2 separate regions of the Danio rerio genome follow, and region 1 is linked to region 2. The links are chromatin contacts, called in public HiChIP or PLAC-seq maps. All regions are on one chromosome and are shown on one strand. Each heading gives the region's core, a stretch centred on a gene start, on an enhancer-like site or on the middle of the called end of the contact. The rest is flanking DNA. Distances are from core to core; before and after follow the strand shown.

Region 1 (2,732 bases), core at 21-2,520, 140 kb before region 2:
ATGTATGGGTCAGATAAGGGGGATTATTGTTTCTATACCCGCTTTCTAAAAATGTGTTTGTTGTCATCACAAAAGACTAATTTTGAATAGTCTTGCTGTTGTTTAATCGAGTGTTTCCCAACCATGTCCCAAAAGGCACACTAAAAGTACACATTTTCAACCTCTTCCTAATCAAACACACCTAAATCAACTCATCAGAACTTTAGAAGAGACTCCAAAGCCTAAAATGTGGGTCAGATAAGGGAAATTAAACATTGTTTCTATACTCACTATCTAAAAATGTATGTCTTGTTGCCATTACAAAAGACTAATTTTGAATAAACTTGCTGTTGTTTAATCGAGTGTTTCCCAACCATGTCACTGCAGGCACACTAAAAGTACACATTTTCAACCTCTTCCCAATCAAACACCCCTAAATCAACTCATCAGAACATTAGAAGAGATCCAAAGCCTAAAATCTGGGTCAGATAAGGGAAATTATACATTGTTTCTATACTCGCTTTCTAAAAATGTATGTCTTGTTGCCATCACAAAAGACTAATTTTGAATAGTTTTGCTGATGTTTAATTAATTGTATCCCAACCATGTTCCTGAAGGCACACTAATAGTACACATTTTCAACCTCTTCTCTATCACACACATAAATAAACTCATCAAAACATTAGAAGAGACTCCAAAGCCTAAAATGTATAGGTCAGATAAGGGGGATATTCTGTTGGTGTGCCTCCAGGAACAAGGTTGGGTAACATTGGTTTAATCAACTATTGCATTTTTTTTTTGTATTGAATTTTACACTTTTTGATTATACTTTCATAAAACTTGCGTAAGACACTCTTTGTGTTTATAAAAGTGTGGTTTACGCTCTTCTTTTGTATTCCTGTTTTTAAAGATCAAAGAAGCGCCAGATTGCATTTAGGGGAAAAACTGCCCAGCACTGTACTGTACATATCAATAATTTACAGCTTTTGAAGACTGTTTACAGTTTTCCACAGCCTTCAACGTGCAGCCTATTATTTAATCAGCAGAAAGCTGGATGATGATTTTATTATTGGTGCTGGGTGACTGCTACGTGACTCTCTGTGGCCAATTGCCAAGTCACTCCCTTCTTAAACTACAGCACACCAATTCCTGCAGTAAACAAACAGCGAGTGGCGCTGTGCATCAAAGAATACCCATACATTCCCAATTCCCTACAAATCAGCTTCTGAGGATTCTTGTGCTATTCATGCACTGTGACATAAACAATAAAAGAAGCACATATATTTAACACAAAAAAAAAAAACATGCACAAATAAAAGAACATAGCAGAGTATTCTACTTAGTGTGTAAGTTATCAGCGGTATCCCGCAGGGTTTTGTCATGGGACCAATAGAGCTTTTCGCCCCCCAATCATTCCTCGCAACTGACACTCCTCCGTGCAGTCGCAAAGAATCAACAGCTTCTTTCACACGGAGGATGAGGAGGATGATGCCACACATGTAGAAGAGCATGATAGAGGAAGAGCATCCGTGGATTCCGTGGTCCGAATGAAAGACGCGAAGACAACCACACCAAAGCGGAGCTGTGCATTTTTCACAGGCTGTTTTTTTCTCTCTCTCAAGGCGTGAATTCGATCATGAATGCTGAGATTTAACGAGACTTTCTGTCCCGGTGACACATAGACAAAACGCTTCTTCATGTTGCATCCTCAAGCTTCATGACAATGGATTATTCGCTGTTATTATACAGCCTTTGGGTTCCCGTTATTCTCGCTGTTGAGGGTAAGTGCAAACGCTCTTTGTTACGGGGCCACTCGGATTGCGAGCTGCTGTTGGTCACCCCTTTTGCTAGTCTATTCACGGAAAGATTAGAACATTTAATAACAAATATATATAGAGAGAAAAGAGATAGAGCAGAACTTATAACCTTGTGATTTACGGACGGCGCGGACTGTTCGGGTTGGAAAACTTCGACTAGAACTTAAATGGTGCGATTTTGCATTTTATTTACAGGCTGAAACGCTTCGGCTGGATAATAAAACATATGCAGATGTACAATAGAACATATTGGGCGTTTAAATAAAAAGACAAAACATAGGTTTAATACCTTTACTGTCTTATTTTAGTGTTCACGGCAATACCATTATTTAATATATCCGAAATTGCGTTTGATTTACATAATTCGGATTCATTTAAAGGTCTCTTATAGTGAATTGTTTTAAAACCCTGTTCTAAAGCTGCAAACAAAGCAGCAAGGTGTTTGTTTTGTGGCATGCCCATAGCACATATTGATACAGACGATGTTGTTAGTCCGTGCCTTTGTTATAAGGTATAACAAACTGTAAACCACAGGCTAAATGAATCCTTTTGCAGTTGTTTGAACACGTTTACACACCATTTTTAATTTACTCGCGAGAGCCCTCGGAGATTATCATAACAACCTTTCGCTTCAATCATCGCCGTATTAAAAATCCCATGTAGTTTTTAGATTTTTCAGATGTGCTTTGTGCTGCTTGTGACACATGGTTCAGAGCTGCTGAAAGCCCCCTGTTGCTCTGGTGTGACACATTTCACCCTAAAGGCTTTTAAGTCACCCTGATAGTTGTGATAGCAGCATCACTTCATTGTAATTGCCACACATGCTAATTGGCTTTCATGATTGCAGCTGTTCAAAGAATTGTATAGGTGAGAAAATTGTAGTCTCATCAAAGTAACAATCCGTTTTTCGACATTATATCCAAGTCAGGTGATGTT
Region 2 (2,939 bases), core at 266-2,765:
GGTCTTAGTTGGTTTAACTGGTCAAGCTGGTCTTAGCTGGCAAAGCTGGTCCTAGCTGGTCAGGCTGGTTTTGGCCGCTTTTTAGCTGGTCTTAGTTGGTCAGTTTGGTCTTCGCTGATTTTAGCTGGTCAAGCTGGTCTTAGCTGGTTTTAGCAGGTCAAGCTGGTTTTAAAGGGGTTTTGGCCACTTTTTAGCTGGTCTTAGTTGGTTCAGGCTGGTTTTAGCTTGCCAGGCTGGTCTTAGTTGGTTTTAGCTGATCAAGCTGGCTGATCTTAGGTGGTTTTAGCTGGTCAGGCTGGACTTAGTTGGTCAGACAGGCGGATCTTAGGTGGTTTTAGTTGGTCAGGCTGGTTTTAACTAGTTTTAGCTTGTCAGGATGGTCTTGGGTGGTTTCAGCTGGTCAGGCTGGCTGATCTTGGGTGGTTTCAGCTGGTCAGGCTGGCTGATCTTGGGTGGTTTCAGCTGGTCAGGCTGGCTGATTTTGGGTGGTTTTAGCTGGTCAGGCTGGTCTTAGCTGGTCCGGCTGGCAGGTCTTAGCTGTTTTTTTCAGCAGGAAATTGTTTACTTTTTAACTATATTATTTGTAATATTATGCAAATAGCAGTTAGACATCTAGGTTACACATTAAAGGCCCATTAATGGAGGAACAGTTTGCTGGATACCTTGCTACAGATGAAACGTCACTGAACTCAGCAGAAATGGCCCATCATAACAACAATCCAAAATGGCAGTGAAATATTTAAGATGCATGAATAAAATATCAACGATAATGTAGCTATTTCTAACATTAAAGAATTGAAGAATGGGTTATATAAGGACACCTCAGCGAAAGCAGCTTAACTGAATGACAATACGGCACAATGATGTCAGTGTTGATTCATTAATTTAAAGCTCTTGTATGTGGTAAACACAGATTTTAATGAGTTTACAGTAATACTATTTCAAAACAATCTACAAAAAGCATATTGCGTGCACCAGAGGAGACATAAATATTCAATTTCCTTCTTAAGATGAGTAAATATCCAAAGAAATGACCAATGATCTGTGTAGAATAATTGCATGAATCATTTGTTTTCGAGAAACTCAGTGTCTTTCCCTTTATCATTCTCTCTCTCTCTCTTTCTCTCTCTCTCTCTCTCTCTCGAGCGCACACACACACGCACACACACATACAAAGACAGAAAGTCCTGCAGTTGTTTAGTGTGTGGATCTCAATAAGGGACAATAGCGCCATCATGTGTTTATTTATTAAAAAATACATACTGTATCAGGGGACCCTCCAATCATATGACATTTACATTAAAAGTGTCACTCAGTAAATACACTATAATTAACAATAAATTCACAAATGATGAGGGGTAACAATAAAACATTAAAACAATAAAAAAAATGGGAAAAAAAAATCGAAATATTTGAGAATGAAGGCTATGTTTATTCCAAATGGTTTGTGTGTGTGTGTGCGTGTGTGTGTTGTCTCGCTGTTCGCGGTCTGCTAGCTCTGGCAGGGTCTCTGCTCTCCCACTGCTCCAGCATCTGCTCTGCACAGCCCCACACGAGCGCTAAACTTTGGCAGACACACCGCAGAGAAGAGGGGCTCCTGCTCTGTGCTGAAATATCAAAAATCACACAGATAGATTCATTTAACCAATGACAGCCTTTTTTTGTCGTGCCGCAGAGAGAATGTGTTGTTGACTGTCGCTTGCGGATAATAGCATTTCTCATTCAGTGGCCCACTTTTAGCACTTAGCTCCACATTTTGCTCTTTATTTGTTTCATTATTGTGGCTTAAAGTTGCGTAGCAGGAGTCTGAATTAGATTAATTCAGTTGGCTCACACAAAATAAAAGTTATGACAGGAATTTCGGTCTGTTTTCAAATGACATTGTCACAGTCACGCTAATCCAGACTGTACACAGTGGAAATGCTAATGAACGCAGTGAGTTTTTCTCTTTATAGGTGGAATTCATAATGCCATGATGGGTCTATTTTTAAAATTCTTGCGAAGAGGTACACTTCGGTATGCTTTAAAAAATATCAGGCCTACTTATGGAAGAATTACTAATATAAAACAAGAGAAAACTGAAGCGGACGCATACATGTATATGAATTGTATCTGAAGAGTATTTCTTTTTCACCTTAGTCTCTTTATTAATCTTGGGTCGCCACAGCGGAATGAACCGCCAACTTATCCAGCATATGTTTTATGCAGAGGATGCCCTTCCAGCTGCAACCCAACACTGGGAAATGTAAATACATCTTTATATGTAATTTCATATTACATTGGTAAACATTTATGATAAACGAAAATAGCCGACATATTGTTATTTCTATTTAGACCCTTATGAAATGTCATATATGCATTGACAAGCCTCGGTAATCTTGGTGTGGTTAACTAAATATAAATACTAGTGGTGTAACTGAACACAAATCTCACAGCTGGGATCACATTGTGGCATTTTAGTCACGGGTTGGACCATTTTTCTGATCCACCAAAAAAGGGAGGAAACATCGAATTTGCTTTCCATTTATTACAAAAACAGTACTGCAAGAAACTTTCGCTTGTAAAAAAACAAAACTTAGAACATGTAATTTTATTGAAAATTAAAATGAAGAAATAATCAGCTAAATAAAAATTAATTGTAAAATATTCAGTACTGTGAAAAATTCACTGTTCCCACTACTGTTGCTGATGATGCTAAATGTAGAAATTTAACATAATTTGTACAACACATGTTTATTTTTAGTCTCATTTTTAATTAAATGATTAGTTATACGCTTAGCGACACAGTGGCGCAGTAGGTAGTGCTGCCGCCTCACAGAAAGAAGGTTGCTAGTTCGAGCCTAAACTGGGTTAGTTGGCATTTCTGTGTGGAGTTTGCATGTTCTTCCTGCGTTTGCGTTTCCTCCGGATGCTCTGGTTTCCCCCACAGCCCAAAGACA

What was found. HiChIP or PLAC-seq counts read pairs in DNA pulled down with a chosen protein or histone mark.
Region 1: a contact with region 2 is called in an H3K4me3 HiChIP or PLAC-seq map of gastrula embryo, with 8 times the contacts expected there. The contact joins the promoter of ephb3a here to the enhancer-like site in region 2. A contact is called at or near these places in 4 of 18 Hi-C or Micro-C datasets (caudal fin, embryo and skeletal muscle) and 3 of 4 datasets of contacts at active chromatin or transcription factors (caudal fin, embryo and gastrula embryo).

The regions. Positions count from the first base shown.
Region 1 is chr2:8,356,153-8,358,884 of GRCz12tu, reverse strand. It overlaps ephb3a (eph receptor B3a), which reads left to right and starts at 1,270. Exons shown (of 16, transcript NM_131097.2): 1 at 1,270-1,760. The coding sequence starts at 1,697.
Region 2 is chr2:8,212,252-8,215,190 of GRCz12tu, reverse strand. It overlaps mfsd8l2 (major facilitator superfamily domain containing 8-like 2), which reads right to left. Exons shown (of 12, transcript XM_073923153.1): 12 at 1,229-1,607. Among named protein-coding and RNA genes, the nearest start is that of mfsd8l2, 28 kb to the right of the region's middle. Within about 2 kb of position 1,515, at least 19 of the 62 cell types and tissues checked have an H3K27ac peak or open chromatin away from gene starts, as enhancers often do. A contact at or near this core is called in gastrula embryo, where this site is marked.